Regions from separate parts of the Mus musculus genome. Here region 1 is linked to region 2. The links are chromatin contacts, called in public promoter capture Hi-C maps. All regions are on one chromosome and are shown on one strand. Each heading gives the region's core, a stretch centred on a gene start, on an enhancer-like site or on the middle of the called end of the contact. The rest is flanking DNA. Distances are from core to core; before and after follow the strand shown. Region 1 holds the start of Pomp (proteasome maturation protein). Region 2 holds the start of Zscan25 (zinc finger and SCAN domain containing 25).

Evidence for each region. Capture Hi-C pulls out chosen DNA fragments and counts their contacts.
Region 1: a contact with region 2 is called in a promoter capture Hi-C map of liver, with 4 times the contacts expected there. The contact joins the promoter of Pomp here to the promoter of Zscan25 in region 2. A contact is called at or near these places in 1 of 39 promoter capture datasets (pre-B cells), 1 of 484 Hi-C or Micro-C datasets (B cells) and 1 of 9 other capture datasets (liver).

What each region holds. Positions count from the first base shown.
Region 1 is chr5:147,856,879-147,863,731 of GRCm38.p6, reverse strand. Pomp (proteasome maturation protein) reads right to left here and starts at 3,104. Exons shown (of 6, transcript NM_025624.3): 1 at 3,041-3,104; 2 at 1,082-1,179. The coding sequence starts at 3,043.
Region 2 is chr5:145,277,667-145,284,586 of GRCm38.p6, reverse strand. It overlaps Zscan25 (zinc finger and SCAN domain containing 25), which reads right to left and starts at 4,116. Exons shown (of 6, transcript NM_001081431.2): 1 at 3,960-4,116; 2 at 807-1,235. The coding sequence starts at 1,190. It overlaps Gm38740 (a long non-coding RNA gene), which reads left to right and starts at 3,538. Exons shown (of 2, transcript XR_868692.2): 1 at 3,538-4,198; 2 at 5,001-5,081.

The sequences.
Region 1 (6,853 bases), core at 1,855-4,354, 2.6 Mb before region 2:
ATCCTTTCTCCCCCCCCCCCCCCCCCCCCCCGACCCCGTCTCTCAGGGGTGGGGTGGGACGGGGTGAGGGAGACTTTTCAAGACAGGCTTTCCATGTAGCCCTGGCCGTTCTGGAACTCACAGGACAGTTCTGCCTCCCAAGTGCTGGGATTAAAGGCATGCACCACCGCCACCCAGCCACCATCCTTTCTTAAGGAGGTGTGTGTGTGTGTGTGTGTTTCATGTATGCCAGGTCTGACATTCGGAGATTCTCCTGTGTGTGTGTGTGTGTGTGTGTGTGTGTGTGCGTGTGTGCACGTGTGTGTGTGTGCTCGAGTGTGTGTGTGAGTGTTTCATGTAGGCCAGAGTGTGTGTGTGTGTGTTTCATGTAGGCCAGAGTGTGTGTGTGTGTGTGTTTCATGTAGGCCAGAGTGTGTGTGTGTGTGTTTCATGTAGGCCAGAGTGTGTGTGCGTTTCATGTGTGTGTGCGTGCGTGCATGTGTGTGTGTGTGTGTGTGTGTGTGTTTCATGTAGGCCAGAACTGACATTCAGTGGTGCTTCCCCTGCTGCTCTCCGCCTTATGCTCTGAGGCAGGCTCTCACTGGCACAGTGACCATCAACTGGCTAGGGTGACCTGCCCTTAAATGGGTGTTGGGGATCCAAACTCAAGTCATACTTGCCCAGTCCTTTGTTAACCACTGCTATATAAATGCTATATTTTCGTGTCTCCTGCAGTCAGTAGCATCGAGAGGTCAACGGCTGAGTTACGAGCAGTAAGAATCCTACTAAACTAAGGGCTAGGGCTATAGATCTCAGAGGTAGAGCGCTTGCTTCCCATTATACGACACCCTAGGTTCAAACTCCAGGGCTAGCTCCCTCATCAAACGAGCCCAGAGAATCCTACCAATAGTCCCAGACACTAGGAGGACCCCCTTCCTGCAAGCCCGCATGCTGTTATTCTGCTACAAGAGTTCTCCAGCTACAAGGAACATGCAAGAATCAAATACACATTTACAGCCTTCCAGGGAGAGCACCTTGGAGAGAATCCACAAGAAGCGCTTCGTGAGAACGAGCGAGACACAGCCCCAGCTCCCCGACATACCCTTTCCGGAGAAGATCGTGACTCTCGAAAGGCCCGCTGGCTGAGAGCTCCGCGACTGGAATACTGTCCTTCAGCTCCGACCCAAGACCTCTGGCGTTCTACAACACAAAGTCAATGCGCTGGTTAGAGGACAGAGGCGCTAAGAACCGTGCCCTTAAGGAACCCAGGATCTACAGAGAGAGCCTTAAGTGCTGCGGTAGCCAGCGCACGGGGTACATTGAGCACCGCATCCGAAGGTAGAAAGACTCCTGCTCTGACTTCTAAATGTGGCAGCAGGGAGAGCATCGTATGAAGAAAAAGAAAAGGAATGAAGACAAACTACGGCCAGTTTGAGATGACTGACATGATTGAAGGGGTAAAATTCAAAGGTGGACAGTCGTATGTACCAAAAAACTTGAGCTTTACCCTAATCTTGGTATGATCAGCCAGATCTGCTTCACTGGAAAGAACCTTCCCATTGGCTGTAGTGTTTTAACCCAATGAAAAGGCTGAGGACAGAACCCCAGGGAACAGGCAGGTCAAATATAATACCAGAGGTGGAATTACGGCATGACACCTAGACATGAGGTCATAGGATCTGACAGAAAGGGGGAGGAGCTGTCTTCTATGATTAAAAATAAATGCAGCTAGTTGAAACAGTGCAAAAGGCTAAAAACAGCTCCTTTGGAACTGTCACTGTCACCCGACATCTGACAGCACAAACTGCTTAGATACAGGTGACCTGGTCTCTGTTACTAGTCTAGACCAAACAATTCTGAGAAAGCAGCTAGTTGATAGACTTACTTCACCTGTGTATTTGACCTGGCAGCTCGCATGGGGGGGAATGTCAGCAGCCCCAACTGGGTCTTGCTTGAGCCTCACCAGTCTCCCCAATTCTGCACAAGGTTTCCCCAAAACACACCACCTCACCAACAAAATCGCTAACAATCTCCTTCTAGACCTCATTAACATCTGAGAAATAGAGTTCGGGGCTCCAACTCTATAATTCAAGGGCCTGGTACTGTTGGTGTCCCCACTCTTCACACAGGAAACCACGGGGATCAGGAAGACAACAGGTAATCTATCCTGGACAGTCACCTACTCCGTGACTGCCAGTCAAGCACAGACTTCCAGGACTGGCCCTGTCTATGATTATAGCTGTCCCAATGCTGACTGACACCACTACAGTACAGTGTTCTCCTGGGGACAGATGTACTGAAAAGCACCAAAGGAGAAGTTTCGCTACACACAAAGGGGAAATTCTGAACTCTAGTATTGCTGTTACTATCGTCCCGGTGTCCTTTTGTAAAATATGAGGACTCCTTAAGGTTCTAGTTCAGTGTCAGATACAAGTTAAGTCTATGAAGACCTAAAAACCATTCATATTTCAGCGTTTCTCACATTCCTTTACACTGGTTAGCGGTCTCTGCCAATCCAAGCTTTCTGGACGTGGGCAGATGGCGTGCGGAGGAGTGCCATAGTGACTCAGGACTATGCTCAAAGAGAAACAGAAAGTGGGGCAGGAGGAGAGGCCAGAAGGGGAGGAGAGGCCAGAGGGGGATGCGAGGGAGTTCAAGCACTAACTATACGAACAAAACGGGAGCGACACATGGCACACAGAGAGATGTTTGTAAACCGAGGCTGAGCTGTACGAATGCAACGGGCGGTCGTGCGCCTTGGCGGGTGTAGGGGTGCAGTCACCCTAAGGGAGAAGGCACGTGGCGTGTCCCAACACGCACACAAGGCTTGGCTTTCGGAGGTGCCCAGTGCATGGAGTGCATCCGCCTCCACTGCTGGGAAGGGGCGCTGTGGCCTGGGAGGCCCGGGGAACTGACCCGCGCCGTCCGATCGGAGCCAGGACCACCCGAGAGAGTGCAGCCCGGGTCCCGCCCACGTCAGACACCCGCCGGGACCGGGCAGTCGCGATCGTGCCCGCACCACGAGTACCCGCCGCGACGGCGGCCCTCCGCGCTCACTCACCATCTTTGAAACAGCTCTGTGAGATCTATAAACCTGCTCGAGTCCGCCGGCCAAACCGCTCACTTCCGTTTCCGGGGCCGAGACGCCCACCCCTCCGCCCCATCCGCCGGAAGTGCGTCCTTCCGGCCAGGAAGGAAAGGGGGCGTGGGAGGAGCAGGGAGTAGCGTTGGGCCGGGGCTCCCACGCTCGCTGTCCCCCGGTGAGCGAGGGCCAAGGGCGCAGCTCGGGTGTGCACTGGCCCTGGCCTCGCGGGACGGTGTTAGATGGGCGTGTGCAAATGCACAGACTTCCCACGGGCCATCCAAGGACGCACGGTGGTGATTTACATAAAGTCCTTCTGCTGAGTCAAAAGTGGGACAACAGGCCTTTACGGTTTTATAAATCGAAGGTCCGAGGCTGGGTATGTGTAGAACCTAAGGAAAGGACCAAGCTAGCTTAGGCACCGAGCCTCAGGCAGAGGCGGGCTCCAGGGTTGTGGGGTGTGGATATTTCCGAACTTGGGGGGCAATCACAACCTGAGTCCCAAGTCAGGTCTGGCCACCGGTTCGTTCATAATAAGCAACTTAAAAGCGGGAGGCAGAAGGCGGCGATATGGTCAGTGTGGCCAGACTGGAAGACAGCAAAGACTTGGGAGGTTCCCTGGGACTAAGTCCTTTTCGGTGACATGGGGGTGGTGGTGGTGACAATTTTAAGTCAGGGTCATCAGAGCTAACGTATGTCAGGCTCTTAGAATTACAAATAACGTGGTTCTACATGTTGTACATGAGTCATCTCCCTAAGTCTTTTCATTAAGCTTTTTTTTTTTTTTTTGTTATTCGAGACAGGGTTTCTCTGTGTAGCCCTGGCTGTCCTGGAACTCACTCTGTAGACTAGGCTGGCCTCGAACTCAGAAATCCGCCTGCCTCTGCCTCCCAAGTGCTGGGATTAAAGGCGTGCACCACCACGCCCGGCTTTTCATTAAGCTTTTTAAAATTAATTTTTAAAGGATTCCTCTAAAACGTTTTGTTTGACTGTCTGCGTGTGCATCAGGTGTGTGCCTGGTGCCCTCACACTCTTTTGCAACATTAGCGGTGTTTGCCAACACGAAAGAGTCTTAGGGTCTTATAGGACTGGAGTTATAGGTAGATGGTTGGGAACCACCCTCTGGGTGCTGGGAAAGGGACGCAACAGATGCTCTTAACCGCGGAGCCATCTCTCCAGCCCTGTTGCTCACATTATGAGAGTATGGCATAGCACGAAGGAGAAGAAGACAAAACAGGTCTTAGCTGTGCTGGCCGGAGGATGAGGCGGCTGGTCACTTGGGTTCTGCAGTCAGAAGCAGAGAGAAATGAATGTCGTCCTCTTGTTTTTGTCTTGTTACTCAGCCTAGGACCCCAGCCTATGGGATGGCGCCTCCCACATTCAGGGTACATCATTTTTAAAATGATGTAAATGACTTCACTGATATGCCCAGACTGTCTCCTCTCAGAGAACCCGGGTTCCTTTCACATCACTCTCATCAGGAGGCTCAAAGCCATCTGTAACTCAGCTTAAGACGATCCAATGCCCTCTTCTGGCCTTGAACTGTACTCATGTACACAGATACATAAAACCAAAGACCATCACCATACCAACATGTCTTTGGCCTGATCCCATGAGCCCTTTCTTTGTTAAGTGCATTTAAGATATCTATTTACATATCTGTTCCTCCAGGAAAATTCCAGCATCTCACACGTAAGGAAATTCCTTTTTTTATAATTTCATTGCCCAGTACTAAAAGAAATGTTCAGCAAGTGTTCAGGACTGACTCTGTATCACTCAGCATGTGCAGTCAACAAACATTAAATGATTATGTTTTTGAAGTAGGATTCCAGTAGCTCACACTGCCCACCAGCTCACTCTGTGTCTGAACGTGAGTGTGTACTCATAATCCTCCTGTCTCTGTCTCCTGAATCTACCATTACAGGCATGGGCCATGATGCCCTGAGATTTTTTTTTCTTAAGCTGCAGTTATAAGGGCTAGAAAAATGAAAAAAGATCTATGTTCAGTTCCCAGCATTTTCTGATTTGGGCTCAATATGCACACACACACACACACACACACACACACACCCAGTTCATTGTTTGCATGGGCAGGTCTAATAATTCTCCTTTACATACGGTGATGGTTTGTATATGCTTGGCCCAGGGAGTGGCACTATTAGGAGGTGTGGCCTCGTTGGAGTGGGTGTGGTCTTGTTGGAGTAGGTGTGTCACTGTGGGCATGGGCTTAAGACCCTCACCCTAGCTGCCTGGAAGCCAATCTTCTGTTAGCAGCCTTCAGATGAAGATGCAGAACTCTCAGCTCCTCCTGCACCACGCCTGTCTGGATGCTGCTGTGTTCTTGCCTTGATGATAATGGACTGACTCTCTGAACCTGTAAGCCAGCCCCAATTAAATGTTGTCCTTTTTTTTTTTAAGATTTATTTATTATATGTAAGTACATTGTAGCTGTCTTCAGACACTCCAGAAGAGGGAGTCAGATCTCATTACGGATGGTTGTGAGCCACCATGTGGTTGCTGGGATTTGAACTCCGGACCTTCGGAAGAGCAGTCCGGTGCTCTTACCCACTGAGCCATCTCACCAGCCCAAATGTTGTCCTTTTAAGAGTTGCCTTGGTCTTGGTGTTTGTTCACAGCAATGAAACCCTAACTAAGACATACTTTACTACCAAATGAGCCAGCTCTTATCCTTTGACTATTGGCCCAGTGAGTCTTAAAGTCGTTGCCTTAAGTAATGGTGGCTTAAGTCGTGGTGGCCAAACACAGGACCATTTATTTTAACACTTAAAGCAATACAGTGTAGTATTTGGAGCAACTCTGAACTCAGGCTGGGTCCTTGGGTATATTTACTTAACATGTCTCCTTGGGTATATTTACTTAACATGTCTTTGTTTTCTCACGTCTACAACGAGGCGACGGTAACATCTATCTCAAACAGTTATATAGTTGTATAGTACTCTAGTACTATAAAAGCTAGCCCACAGGAAGGAAGCCTCCAGCTTGATTTCTCTTAGATCTGAAGATGGAAGTGTGTGGTATCTTCATCAATAAGCTCTTAATGTCTAGTTCTGGTGGACAACCAAGAGGAATGACAGGACATGAACTGTTGGGGGGAGGGGGTCATCTGCAACCTTGTTTTTGAACAATGCATAAAAAGGTATCCCACACCCGGCACTGGGATTTTTTTTTTTTTTAAAATGACCCATGGCTTCTAAGAGCAGTCTTCTCCAGCCATGCAGGATATCTGCAAGCTCTTTTTAAAAGCATATCCATTGCCATTGACTTACACGACAGTAGGCTTCCCTGTGGCTTTTTTATACAGCCTTTGATTTAGGTGGCCCCTACCTCATCCTTTTGCCTCCTCCAACCTCTCCCTCATCCCTATTAGAACGCTTCCACGCCCGTATCTGTCCTCTGCTTCCAGGTTACCCTCGTTCCACTGTCCCCGCCTCTTTTGGGCATCCCCGCCTCAGTGGCCCCTTTGTAGCTTACAGGACTCTGCACGTTCTCTCAGTTAAACGCACACATCTGAACAGTCAAGACTAGGATCCACTGGGAGGGACACATGCTGTCTGTCTTTCTGTGCCTGGCTTACCTCGGATAGTATAATAGCTTTTAGCTCCATGCATCTAAAATGCAGATTTCATAATTTCATTTTTTTTCCTTTATGGCTAGATAAAATTCCGTTGTGCGTATGTGCCACATTTACATTACCCATTTATCCCCCGGTGGACTCACAGGCCGGTTGCATTTCCTAGCTATTACGAGCAGGAAGCCCAGATGAGCAAGTAT
Region 2 (6,920 bases), core at 2,867-5,366:
TGCTCCTCAACTCCTTTCTGCAACCGCTGAAGCCACAAACTGCTTCTGCCTAAGTGGAGGTCCCTAAGGGTAAGTAAGGAACAGCCTGGTTGCGCCTGACTCCCAGCAGCCTCTGGCAGAAGCACGCATTTTTAGCCTCTTCCCCAAGAGCCTGCAGCGCTTATAGGGGGCCTGGAGACAAGCACGACTGCCTTCACTGGATTTGCAGCGCACTCCAGGTCCCCGATGCCCAAACCACAGTATCAGGCTTTGCTGCCCAGAGACATCGTTCCTAGAGATGGCTTTCTTTAACTTAAGTGTGTATATGGTGGGTGTGAGAGTGTGTGTTTATGCAGGTGTGTGTGCATGTGAGTACATGTGAGTACATGTGAGTACATGTGCCACTGAGCATGTGAGGAAGTCAGAGGACAACTTCCAGTGTTGGTTCTCATCTTCCACCTTATGGTGACCACACTGCTGAGTATGCCTGGCTCCCTGGCCGGCAAGTTTCCAGGGCTCTCCTCTCTCTGCCGCTGGTCTCACTGCTGGGACCACACGTGCATACTACCTTATGTGCCCTGTCTATAGGTCCTGGAGATTTAATCCCAAAGCCTCATGCTTGTACAGGAAGTGCTTACCCACTGAGCCTCTCCTCAACTCCTGAATCTTCTTGCTAAAATGCAGCTACTCTCCAGGAAAGGACCTCTGGGAACTGGGGGACAATGGAGGAGGTCCCATGTCTCATCTATTCCCACCACTTTCTTAACCTCTTCATCTCTGATTCCCACACCAACCGAGGAAGGCCTGGACACCCTCTTCTCACCCACCGCCTTGGCCTCCGTGCTCCCCATCAGCTCCTCCACCATGGCCACCAGAGCCTTGCCGCTGTCTGGGCTGTGTTCCCGGATCCAGGTGTAGAACTCTCGGGGCAGGATGGTGAGGAACTGCTCCAGCACCAGCAGCTCCAGGATCTGCTCTTTGGTGTGCAGCTCCGGCCTCAGCCACCGGCGACAGAGCTCTTGGAGCTCCCTGAGGGCTTCCTGGGGACCAGCAGCCTCTTGGTAGCGGAACTGCCGAAACCTCAACCGAAATGCCTCGGGACTCGAGTCCTCCCCTCCCCTGCCCCATGGCAGCTCCTTCTCCAGTTTGACCACTGGAGCACCCATCTGCTGCTGAGGATCTCCTGCCATCTCCAGACGCTCTTTCAGCATCTTCAAGCTCCGGCAAGGCTGAGGATGACAACAAGGGTGACCCGTCTGAGAAGAGAAGATGCACGGAAGGTCAGCCCATCCATTTCCGGGTCTACACCAGTGACTGTCTGAGAATTCTGACATCTATCATGAAAACCCTATCAACTGGCTTGGGCTTAGATCAGTCAGGGTGGTGACAGTAGAGCAGACAAAATCAAGACAAATTTTTAAGGTTGAAACCAACAAATACACTAGTGGCTTGACTATGACAGTGTCCTCAGGGTAAATACCATGCCATACAGGTTACTGCACTGCTCTTGATTGCCCATCGTAACGAGATGGTAAAACCCTGCAGAAGACACAATACATTTGGACACAGGAAAAAAAAAAAAATCAAGCTGGAGTTGACCTGGCATTTCCTCCATGTTAACTGGTTTTCATAGTGCTGGAAGGCGCTGCACAGGCCACTGGAGGAGAAAAGCCATCACTTTTGGGTACTTCCCAGCAGTGACACTTGTGTGCTCCAGTAAGGAATGGCCTGACAGACAAGACATGCCCACGGAGGGAATTCATACCTGGGATTGTAAACCTGCTCAAAAGCCCATAGCCAGGGAGATTATGAGCCTAAGGGAGAACCTACTACTGCGGTATTTCTAAAACAGACATGATGTCAAGCCACCTTCTAAATATTTATGTCTACACCTATAGATTGGTGCTGCTCTCAGCCTTGGCCAGGGAAGCCTCTGTCTACTTGCAGCTAATGCAGAGACTCAAAACTGGTCAAAGTGCTGAGAATGAGTGATTGTTGAGAGCTCAGCCCTTAATGGGACATCTGTTATCAACACCCCACACAAAGCAAAGGCTCGGGAAACATAGTGCAAGGGGGGACAGAAAGAACCCAGGAGTCAGAAGATGGCAAAAAGAGTTCAGTGAGATGCTATCTTCTGGACACGGCACAGCCATGGCACTTGTGAACTGACTGCAGCCACGCCATTTACACAAGACCCACATAGGATCAACCAGTAAAATCAGCCCTCAGACCAAGAAAAAAGAGGTCGTGAAAATGGGAGGAGATGTTTGAGTGTCCCTTGGAGGGGTGTGAGAGGAGAGTTAGGGCATATATACTCAAGACATAGCATATGCATGTACAAAAATGTCAGACACTGGAAGCTGGAAGAACAGGAAAGGAAAAGAGGATGGAGGGAGGAGAAAGGGAAGAAGGAATGACAGAAAGGAAGCAAATATTACACCAGAAGAAAAAGAGGCGGCAATGCAAACCGTAAAATCAGTCTCGTTTACTTCCAGGGCAGGCAGGCTGTCAAAACAGGCCCCAAGCCCATAGGAAAAAAAAGAGACAGAAAGAATATGCAGGCAGCTATAGCTGACTCCCTCCCAAAACATTGGGGTCTAAAAAGAAAGGTGAGGCTGGAGAGACAGCTCAGCAATTAAAGAGCACTTGCTGTCCTTGCAGAGGACCCAGGTTCACTTCCCAGCACACACATGGTGCTTCACCATGTGTGTGCTTACAGACTGGAGTCTGTAACTCCAGTTCCAGAAAATCTATTGCATCTTCTGGACTCCAGGCATACAGTACACAGACATACATGCAGTAAGGAAAAAAAAAAAAAAAAAACTCATCACATAAAAATAAAAATATGGGCTGAAGAGATGGCTCAGCAGGTAAGAGCACTGACTGCTCTTCCAGAGGTCCTGAGTTCAAATCCCAGCAGCCACATGGTGGCTCACAACCATCTGTAATTAGATCTGATACCCTCTTCTGGCGTGTCTAAAGACAGCTACAGTGTACTTATATATAGTAAATAAACAAATTTAAAAAAAAAAGTTGTGGGCCACTATACTCAGCTATATACATATACGTACACATACACACACACACACACACACACATATATTATACACATGTACGTACACACACACACACATATACATATATCAAAAAAAAAAGGACGAAAGAAAAAGTTGAGTGTACTGGTGCACACCTTTAATTTCAACATTGGGAATAAGAGGCAGGCCGATCTCTATGGGTTTGAAGCCAACCTGCTCTACATTGTGAGTTCCAGGGCAGTCAGAGATACATAGTGAAAACCTGTCTAGAAAAAAAGAAAGATGTAACAGGCCTGTCGTTAGTGGCCTGAGAGGCCAAGGCAGGAGGATGGCGAGATCCAAGCCAACCTGGGTACGATGAAACTGGAAAAGAGGGAGAGCAGAAGAGGATGGAAGGAGGAAAGAGAAAGGGAGGAAAGAATGACAGGTGAGTAGCAAACATAACACCCTAGGAAAAAGAGGCTGCGATGCAGACCGTAAAAAAAAAAAAAAAAACCAGAATCAGTCTTGTTTACTTCCGGGGCAGGCGGGCTGACAAAACAGGCCCCAAGCCCAAAGCAGTAAGGCGCTGTGCTCATTAGCGCAACTAGGGTGCGGCAGGCCACGTCCTTATGTTACATATGGTATTTCTCTGTCCGCCTGTGAAACTGATTCCTCATCTTTCCACCTCTAACACTCATCGTTCTGCTTCATCCAGCTTTCTCGAACGTCCCTGCTACTGTCTAGCTCGGTCCGCCAGTGCCCTGGGGCAAGCGGCCCCCGTGGATCTTCCAGGCCTCTGGCAGACAGAAGGCGCCGCGTGGCTATTCTTCCCATCCCTGTCTTGCATCTGCGTCTAAAAACGCTTAGCGTCCCTTTTCGGAGTCCCAGGGTCAAGGTCTTCCTGCGGGTCCTGGACACCTTAGGCCCCCAGCCTGGCCCGACCGCGACCCGCATGGATCTTACCTGAGATCACCGCTGTGCGTGGAGCCTACGACCCCTGGCCCGCTGCTGCCCCGCCGAGCAGCAGCTTGCTCCGTCCAGCCCCGCCCCGACCCGGCCTGCCCGGGGCCTTGACTGCGCGCTTAGCACCTGCCCAGGCCTGCGCGGACCGGAAGTGGGTGGCGGATGCTGTCAAGCAGGTGCCCTATGGAAAGGGCTGACGTCCGGTTCCTCTCTAGGAAGCTCGGAGGTCCGAGAAGGAGGTATGTCTCTATGGTCGGTCATGGCCACTCCAGGTTCCCATCTCCTGGCTCTATTGCACTTCCATATATATATGGAATAAATAAATAAATATATATTTATTTATTTATTTATTCCATATATATATATTTTAATGAGTCTCTACAAAAAGTAGTTTTTCTGCCCTAGTCTGAGAGATGGATTAGTCTATGTGTAGAAACATAAATATTTTAACATTTGTCTAGGTTTATTTAGTGTGTGTCAGAGGACAACCTGTGGAGTGGGTTCTCTCCTTCCACCACATAGGTCCCAGGAATAGAACTCACACATCGGGCTTGGGGGCATGCACTTTGACCCAATGAGCCATCGCACTGTCCCCAAACATAAATATTTAGAAGGCAATTGGACAATATGTTCTTTTAAGAAAGGTAATAGTTTTAACTGTACCTTGACAATCTAGGATCATCTAGGAAGAGTCTTTTTTTTTTGGGGGGGGGGGGGTCGAGACATGGTTTCTCTGTGTAGCCCTGGCTGTCCTGGAACTCACTCTGTAGACCAGGCTGGCCTCGAACTCAGAAATGCGCCTGCCTCTGCCTCCCGAGTGCTGGAATTAAAGGTGTGTGCCACCACGCCCGACTGGAAGAGTCTTAATAAAGTGTTAGACAATCCCTCCGGGACAGGGTGGCCTGTGGGCATGATGCAGGAAGAGCCAGTCTACTATGGGTGGGTTTGGGTCTTGGACTGTATAAGAAGGGAGATAAACAGTAAGCATACAGATACTAATTCATTTCTCCCTGCTTTTGACTGTGGATACGATGTGACCAGCTTCTTCAAGTTTCTGCTGCCTTGACACCCCTACAATGAGGACTGTAATCTGGAATTGTGAGCCAAAATAAACGGTCTCCCCAAAGCTGTTTCTGCTTGTTTCTTGGTATGTTTGCTTGCTTGCTTGCTTGCTTGCTTGTTTTGTTTGAGACAAGGTCTCTCTATGTAGTTCTGGCTGTTCAGAAACTTGCTGTATAGGTCAGGTTGGCCTTGAACTCAGAGAGATCTGCCTCTGCTTCCCAAATGCTGGGATTAAAATACTGTCAGTACCATGCCTGCCTAATGACTGTATGCTTTTAACTTTCTCATTTTAGTGTACTAACTATTGCAGAATTCCTACAAAACACATGTATACTGGCTTCTCTGGGAAAACAAAGAAACATCTTGTGATAGGAGGGTTGTTTTAGAGCAGCTGACATTTTAGTTAGGCTTAGACATGATTTCCTCTTTCAGGGAAAGACAGGAAACGGTGTTGGAACTAGAGACTGGTGCTCAGGCCAAATATGGTAGTGCATATCATTACTATTAGCACCAAGGAGGCAGAGGCAGGCAGATCCCTATGAGTTCCAGGCCAGCCTGCTCTACAGAGTTCTGGAACAGCCAAAGCTACATAGTAAGACCCAAAATGAAGTAAATTTTTCATTTTGCTTTGGTTTGGGTTTTTGCTCTGCATTTGTTTGTTTGTTTGTTTGTTTGTTTGTTTGTTTTGAAACAAGATTTCTCTGTGTAGCCCTGGATGTTCTGGTTCACTCTGTAGACCAGGCTGGCCTCGAACTCAGAGACCTGCCTGCCTCTGCCTCCTGAGTTAGCCCTGAGGGGTTAAAGGGATGTACCACCATGCCCATTTTAGCGCATAACTCTTTAATATCATTAATTCAAATACCTATTGTGATTATGTTCTTTTTTTAAAAATTCAGTCATTTGAATATTGTAATACATTCTCTCCCATTGACCTCCAGGTTTGGATTTTGAAGAATAGTTCAACATAGTGGTTATTATTATTATAATATTATTATTATTATATATTATTATATATTATAATATCATATATATTATAATATTATAATATAATATTATTATTATTTTAAGAAACTGAAAAAATTTAAAAGGAGAAAAGATAAAAAGAAAATCCTTGAGTAGGCAGCAGTTCAAGGAATTTTGATAGGATCGTATTCCAGTTTCGTTCAGGCAGAATCACGGCCAATACAAAGGAGTGGAGGATTAGCCAAACTTCATGAACCAAAGGCAGCAAAGACCATCAAGGACGGGGAGGTATGCTTAGGAATACTCACACAGATGGAGGAAGAGCAGAGCACGGGTCTTCTGGGGTGATGTTACTGATCCTTCAAGAAACAGGAGGGGTTGGAGAGATGGCTCAGGGGTTAAGAGCACTGACTGCTCTTCCAGAGGTCCTGTGTTCAGTTGGCAGCAACCACACGGTAGCTCATTACCATCTGTAATGGGATTCAATGCCCCTTCTGGTGTGCATGAAGAGGTCAACAGTGTACTCACATACATAAAATAAATAAATAATTTTTTATTTTAAAAAAGGGGGGCTGGAGAGATGGCTCAGCAGTTAAGAGCACTGACTGCTCTTCCAGAGGTTCAGAGTTCAAATCCCAGCAACCACATGGTGGCTCACAACCATCTGTAATGAGATCTGATGCCCTCTTCTGGTGTGTCTGAAGACAGCTACAGTGTACTTATATATAATAAATAAATCTTTAAAAAATAAAATAAACAGCACTCAGGAGGTAGAGGTAGGCAGATTTCTGAGTTCGAGGCCAGCCTGGTCTACAGAGTGAGTTCCAGGACAACCATGGCTACACAAAGAAACCCTGTCTCACAGACTTAGGAGGCAGAAGCAGGTAGATCTCTGTGAGTTTGAGACCAACCTGGTCTACATAGCAAGGACCTTCC